2 separate regions of the Sus scrofa genome follow, and region 2 is linked to region 1. A link is a contact called in public HiChIP or PLAC-seq data. All regions are on one chromosome and are shown on one strand. The core of a region is the stretch at or near the end of the contact, and the rest is flanking DNA. Distances in the headings are between cores, read along the strand shown. Region 1 holds the start of PDLIM4 (PDZ and LIM domain 4). Region 2 overlaps SLC22A4 (solute carrier family 22 member 4).

Region 1 (3,407 bases), core at 606-3,105:
CCCAACCCAGACTCAGCCATCCTGGCTCCTCGGGCCTGAGCTGCTGCTGCGTGACTTTGGGGGACAAGGAGGGGTTCTTCCTGGCAAACCCTTTCCCAGCCTGCCTGCCTGCCAGGGGCCTGCATCCCAATCAGCTCCAAACAAGGCCGCCGCCGCCGCCACTGCCTCTGTGACGTGTGGAGGCCTTTCCTCAGCAGGCAGGCAGCCGCGTGGGCAACAGATGTCTTTGCTCCCTGCCGCCTGCGGCCGTCAGCCGCCGCCACTGAGCCTGTCAGCGGCCTCACGCCCGGGGTGCCTGGCCTGCCGGCTGGCCTAACACCCCCACTAGCCTACCTCGGTGGACACACAGCATGACCCACACAGACACAGATGTGCTCTGTCTCTCTCTCTCTCACACACACGCACCCCAGCAGGGCTCCCTCAGGGAAATGGGAGATGAAAGGCTCCCAGATGTGTTGAAGGCCCACCTCGCTCAGCTCCAGGGACCTGCTGGCTGCGGGGCTGAGGGCAGATGTGTGAATCCTCCCAGGACAGCTGGGCCTGCCTGTCACCAGGGCCCCCAGAAATGAGATTCCATGATTCCATGCACCATCGGGTGCCCACCCCCTCCTAAGAACTGGAAAGCAGTCTCCGAAAGCCCAGCCACCTTGGCCCAGCCCCCAGGGCGAGAGGTGGCGGAAGGGCAGGGAAGGTGTTCTCTGTTCCCTGACACGGGGCCCCAAAGACCAGAGCAGCCCGTGTGCGGTCAAGGGATGGCTCCAGGTCCCCCTCCTCTCTTCCTTGCAGACTGGGAGTCCCCAGTGGCAGGCCTGAGTTCTCTCCTCTTCTGTCCCCTAGGCTGGGACCCCCAAGGACAGAGTCCAAGTCCCCTCTTCTAGCCCTTCAAATATGGGACCCCAAGGCTGGACCAGGATCCTGTCTTTCCCAGACTGGACACCCCTCTAACAGGGAGGGAGTCCTCTCCTCTGCTCCCCTGTCCTCCTCAGATTAGCCACCGCCCACCGCTATACCTCCTCCTCTTCCTCTGTCCTAAGTCTGCCACCGAGCGTCGTGGAACCTTGAACTGGGCTGAGCTTATCCTGGCCCCTGGCCTTGGGTGTCTGGTGTGTGGGGTGGGTGGTCTCCCAACTGCACAATCAAGGCTCTCCTTCCCCTGGAAGCCAAAAATCCCTCCTGGTGGTTTCCCCTTAGGACAACTGAGGTCACGGATTAGAGACTGACTAAAACCAGAGCAGGAGAGTGGATGGATCTTTCTTTCTTCCGTTTCAGAGAGGACCCCAGACCCTCTGGGATCACCCAACTTTGCTGACAGGGATCCTTGACAGGGGAAGGGGTCTCTCAGTCATTCTGGCCCAGATTGTCAGGCTGGGTTCAGTCTAAGCAGCACTTCTAGGCCTGTGTGGATCTGTCCAGACCCCTGCCCCGTGACTGCGGTCCTTTCCTGGCCTGAAGTTAGTCCCCCCAAAATGAGGCCAGCAGGCAGGCTGGTGAGGGAACCCTTGGGGGGATCCTCCAAGCGATAGGGCAGGCAGGCCCAGCAGGAGGGGGAGGGGGTTGGGGCTGCGCTGCCCAGCCGAGAAGCCTCCTCTTGCAGCCTGTGGGTTACCCAGGCCAACCCTTGGCCTTTGAGCCTCCGGGACGTCGGGGATCCGAGTCTCGGGTAGACTGCAAGGGCTGAGTGTAAGATCCAGGACCTCCCCGCCGCCCAGGGGTCGCTGGACTCACCCGCGAGATGGTGAGGGGTACGCTGAAGTCCCGGCCGCCCACCAGGCGGAAGCCCCAGGGCGAAGGGCCGCGCAGGGTCACGGAGTGGGGCATCGCGAGCCGGAGCTGCAGCCGGAGCTAGAGCCGGACACTGAGGAGCCGCCGCGGTTGCCGCCGCCGCCGCCGCCTGGACGCCGCGCCCCGCCCCCGGCCCGCCCGCCCCCGTACCCCCCTCCGCCCGGCCCCCGCCCCCGCTCCCCGCGCGCCCGGATTGGCCCTGCGGCCGACCCGACCCTCCCACTTCGGGGGGCTCTGAGGACCCGCCCCTTAGCCCTGCACACCCACCAGATTTTCGGAGACCCCAGGTCTGGGGCGGCCCCGACGTTCGAAATCTTGCCCAGGCCTCCACTGTGCGGCCCCGCAGACCCGAGCCCGGCTGCGGAAGCTCAGGCCTGGCCTTTTGAAGCTGCTTCTACGGGGCGGCGCCCCAGCCCGGGAACGATGGGGGAGCAAGGGCAGCCCAGATGGGGGATGGGGCCGCGCCTTGCTCAGAAACCTCCTCAAGGCCCTGGCAGGCCAACCTGCGGCCCCACCCGTCGGTAGTGCGCAGAGACCTCCGAACAGCGAGCGCTGATGGGAATCCGGAGCAGGCCTGGGCCAGGGTCGCAGATCCAGGATGACAGAGGGTAGCGCCAAGTATCGGAGTGGGAACACAAATGTACCCAGGCTCATTTGGGGAGGTCAGGAAGGCTGTCTGAACGAGGTCGTGACCCCAGACTTGAATTTAGAAGCAAAATGCCCTGTCTTATCTTTCCAGGTGTCACTGCTTCCCCAGGACACTCATTCCTTCTCCCGCTGCCCCCTCCTTCCAAGCCTTCTCCCTGTGTGCATGGTCCCCTTCCCTCCTCCTTTGCGGGGAGCTTTGTTTCCCCTGCTACCTGAAAGAGGAGCAGCGAGGGTAGCTGGCGTGGTGGCTTTGCCACGTTGGAGGGTGTGAAGTGTCTGGGGGAAGTGGGGTCTTGGACAGCCCTTCACTTGGGCCCTCTCTAGTCTTCTCTCTGCTCTCAACCATTGCCCTCCAGGGATCTCCTTGAACAACCATTGCAGGTGACATGGCTTGGCCAGGGCCACACCTATCACTCTCTGGCTCTCCTGGACACGTGGGTCTGGCTACACATCAAAGCATCGCTCTTTGCTGTTACAGACTTTGAGGACACCCCTAATTTAACCAGTTTTGACAACCCTGTGTGCCTTCTTGTCCAAGTTCTGTTAAGGAGCCTTGGGAGGCTAACAGGTTATGGGGTTAGATGTGTCTGTGGGATCTGTAATACCTCAAGAAGGAGGGCGCTTCAGAGGCACGAACTTGGGGTGGTCCGCAGAAGCAGGTGTACCCTTCAGAGTGGACCAGGAATGCCTCTCTGGGAGAGAGGGTGCTGCTGTCTGTTCTGCTGGCAGAGAAACACAAGCGGTGTGTGTGTGGGAGGGTGTGTACGTGAGGGGATGTGTGTATCCAGGGGATGTCAGCCACTGGGCTTTCAATTCGGGAGGGAGGTTTCTGCTCAGCTCCGTCCAGTCTTGGACCCAACATGGACCAAAGGGAAAGGCTGGCAAAAGAGTTGGCCGCTGGATGGTCCCTCAGGAACCCTTAGGACGGAGGCTCCCCAGGACTTGGACCCCACTGAAGGATGTGGAGATTGGGGTCA
Region 2 (3,407 bases), core at 310-2,809, 54 kb before region 1:
ACGAGCACACCTATGAAGAACAGGGAGGTGGTGAGGGGCGTCTTCCAATCATCCTCACACACCAGGCTCCACTGCCAAGGAAAAAACACGAAGCATGAGCCCAGCCCTCAACAGGTCCGGCCCCAGCCCAGCTCCGAGCCATAATAGCGTGGCAGCCAGGCAGGCTCTCCTCCCCTGTGCCAAGCTTTCACTTTTGAGCCAAGGGCACAGCCCTGGGGTTGACTCCTGACTCTACCATTTACTGGGGCAAGTCACTGTCCTGCCAGAGTCTCACTCTCCTTTTCTGAAAGGGAAGATGATGCCCTTGGCTTTGTTTACATTGCATCTCGAGAAGTCAGCTGAGGTATGACTCCTCAGCTGTGAAGGTCTATGAAACAAAGGTGTCATTTCTGCTTTAGAAGGCATCCCAGCTGGGGGGGAAGGTGTTTGCAATGCCTGCAGGGTGGGGCAGAGAGCATGGTCACTTCATCCACACATAGAAGTTTCTTCTACCTTGTTGAAAAATGCAAGTGGGCCTCAGGGGGCCTGCGATTATATTTTCTGAGCAGACTCCTCCAGTGAACTACCCTGTACTCCTTGGCCTACTTGCACCCTAGGCCATGCTTAGGGCCTGATCCAGGGCCCCAGTGTGCTAGGGGTGGGGATCCCACACCTCTCCAGTGGACCTTATCTCCGCTCTACACTCCTCCACCCTACTTCCCATGCAGCCCTCCTAGAATCTGGTCCCTCCCATTCCCCAGGGCCCATGGGCTATTGAAGCCCTAACAAGTCCTTGCTTTGGACCCATAAAATGAGAGTTTCAGTTCCCACCTCCTTTTTTTTTTTTTTTTTTTTTTTTTGTCTTTTTAGCACCTATGCATATGGAAGTTCCCAGGCTAGGGGTCCAATTGGAGCTGCAGCTGCCAGCCTACTCCATAGCGACAGCAATCCAGATCTGAGCCGCATTTGTGACCTGCACTGCAGCTCACACCAACACTGGTTCCTTTAACCCTCTGAGCAAGGCCAGGGATCGAACCACATCCTCAGGGTTACTAAGTCGGATTCTTAAGTCACTGAGCCACAACGGGAACTCCCCAGTTCCCAGCTCTTGGCTTAAGTCAATTCAGCAGAATCTCAAGGGGAGGGTACAAAAATTTCAAAGTGGGTTCAGTGAGCTTTCTTTAATTAAAAAATAAGTAGGTGTCAATAAGTATTTCAGGGCTGTGGGTCAGGGCATTGCTCTAATGATCCCATCTAGACGAAACCCCCCTGCCTCCCACCCAACCTCAGCCCCCTTGACAGTGGTGCTGCTCCCATGACATTCCCAAACCAATTTAGTTCTTAGTCCTCACAACTTGCCTGAATTAGATATAAAAATGAATTCATATATTTATGCCATGCCTTATTGTGCAGCAGAGAGAGGTGTTTATAAGGACACACATGAGAGAAACGTGTACAGCAAAAACTAAGGGAATTGAGGGAAGTGGAAATCACAGGGGAGGAGGGATTACAAAACAACTAAGCCAGGGTTAAGGCTGACCGCTGGCCGTCCTGCCCAAAGGCCTGTCTGCTTGCCAGGAAAGCCCTGAAATCTGCTTTGACTCTTCCAGCAGCTCGGCTCTCAGGATCACAGTGTCCAAAGTGATAAACTCATGGCAAAAAAGCTCCGTTTTTCTGAGTACTGAGAGCTGAGAGAAGTCTGTTCCATAGGCTTCCTTCCTCAAAGGAGCCGCTCTGTGATGTTGAGGCTAACGTCCTTGAGAACACCCCCATTCCAGAGACAATAACAAGATTCATGAGACTGCCTCTCCGGGTACCACAAGCAGGACGCCCAAGCACAGCTCTGCAGACGAAAAACAATGAGGGCCAGAACCTTGGCTCGCTAACCCTCAGGCACATCTGAGGATAAGTCCGAAATCACACTCAGAGTAGGGAAGCTTCCACTGGAGTCCCTGAACGACCTTCAGGGGAAAAGACACAAACCCTCCAAAACTGTATGGCCAGATTCATGTGCTCTGCCATGCCATGGGTCAGAAGGCATAGACAGGACATGTACCTGAATCAATGGCCACCCGCTTCCAAAAATCACTTGCCAAAGTGTCTGCCCCAACACAGAGAATAGTGATTGAGGTCCCAAAGCCTCCTGATGTGGAGTGTGCCCATTTTGCAGAAGACTAAACTGAGGCTTTGAGACTGGTGTTTGCCTGAAGTCATATCAAGTGAGTGGGCAAGTGAGATACCAACTGGGGCCTCAGAACGTGTACCTGTGTCCCGCTTTGGACAAGAACTCCCAAGGCCAGCTTATTATATACAACCCCCTACAATGTTTCAAGGACTGTGACACCAGAGCTAGGGGTAGAAGGCCTCCACCACAGCCTTTAGCCTTGGACAGAGCCAAGAAAAATCTCAAGTTTGGTTGGGGTATTAAAGTGTCCATTATCAACCATCACCACTCCATGTGAAGTCAAGCAGGAAAGTTCTTCCCAAGATAATGTGCTCTCCTTTGTGTTTTTTTTTTTTTTTTTTTTTTAAATGTTTCTCTGTTAGGACATTGCCTTAGGGGAGGATAGACAGGACTTAGAAACAGACAGGAAAGAGGAAGGCTGTCAGATGTGACTCTAGGCATCGTATGAGCAAAGATAATGAATAGGACCAGGTACATGCTTCGCAGGCCAAGCATACCTGAAAGACCCCTTGTTCAAAAACAAGAATTTCAAGATGGCAGTGGTGGAGCATTAAAATGAAGTATGGGGCCCTGTATGACTGTGGGGGCTGATGCCCACGAAGCCTGGTGTCTTTGGGGAATGGAGCGAGGAAAGGCATTCTGAATAGGGTACTTAGAAGGGTGAGGTGAGGGCAAGTTCCCCATCACTCTCCTACTGGAGGCCAAGCAGCCATGGTTCTAAGTCCCCTTTCCCTCCCTGAAGAGGGGTCCAAGAAGGCCTCTCAGGAGAAGGTGGCCATGTACACACAGCACCCATCTGCCCCAGGCCCTTGGAGCATTCTGTCCAGAGAATCTGCTTGCACCTGGCAGGGGAAGGCAGCTAAACCTCATGGCTACCCATGGTTGCTTTCAAGGCTGGGCTCTCTCTTGGGGAGTTACTGTACGCAAGAGTCTTTTTAGAAAGCTGCAAGAGGCCTCGTAAAAGGACACAAGACTGGCAGATAAAGTTCCAGCTGCAGCTAATGGGACTGGTGTTTAATAAATCAGATGCCAGCCTGAAGAGGGGCCGTTTTCTCCATTTGGCTATTCTTGAGGAGGCCAGGCCCTGCCTGCTCCACCCCCTTGGAGGTTTTAGGGGTGTGTCTTGGGCTCCACTAGCTAGGTCCCAGGGTCCCTGTGGTTAACAATGACAGGGCAGGACCAGTGGAAGACAGTCTTTTCCTTGATGAGACAGAACTGTCCCATGGGTCTAGGCACATGTGTA

What was found. HiChIP or PLAC-seq counts read pairs in DNA pulled down with a chosen protein or histone mark.
Region 2: an H3K27ac HiChIP or PLAC-seq map of skeletal muscle shows a contact between it and region 1. The contact joins the enhancer-like site here to the promoter of PDLIM4 in region 1. A contact is called at or near these places in 2 of 5 promoter capture datasets (fetal liver and liver), 27 of 47 Hi-C or Micro-C datasets (adipocytes, adipose tissue, alveolar macrophages and 17 more) and 2 of 2 datasets of contacts at active chromatin or transcription factors (alveolar macrophages and skeletal muscle).

Annotation. Positions count from the first base shown.
Region 1 is chr2:134,554,411-134,557,817 of Sscrofa11.1, reverse strand. It overlaps PDLIM4 (PDZ and LIM domain 4), which reads right to left and starts at 1,855. Exons shown (of 7, transcript NM_001285969.1): 1 at 1,726-1,855. The coding sequence starts at 1,818. The region is part of intron 3 of P4HA2 (prolyl 4-hydroxylase subunit alpha-2); the gene reads left to right.
Region 2 is chr2:134,608,228-134,611,634 of Sscrofa11.1, reverse strand. It overlaps SLC22A4 (solute carrier family 22 member 4), which reads right to left. Exons shown (of 10, transcript NM_001145752.1): 2 at 1-71. Among named protein-coding and RNA genes, the nearest start is that of SLC22A4, 14 kb to the right of the region's middle. Within about 2 kb of position 1,559, at least 15 of the 83 cell types and tissues checked have an H3K27ac peak or open chromatin away from gene starts, as enhancers often do. A contact at or near this core is called in adipose tissue, fetal liver, mesenteric adipose tissue and 3 more, where this site is marked.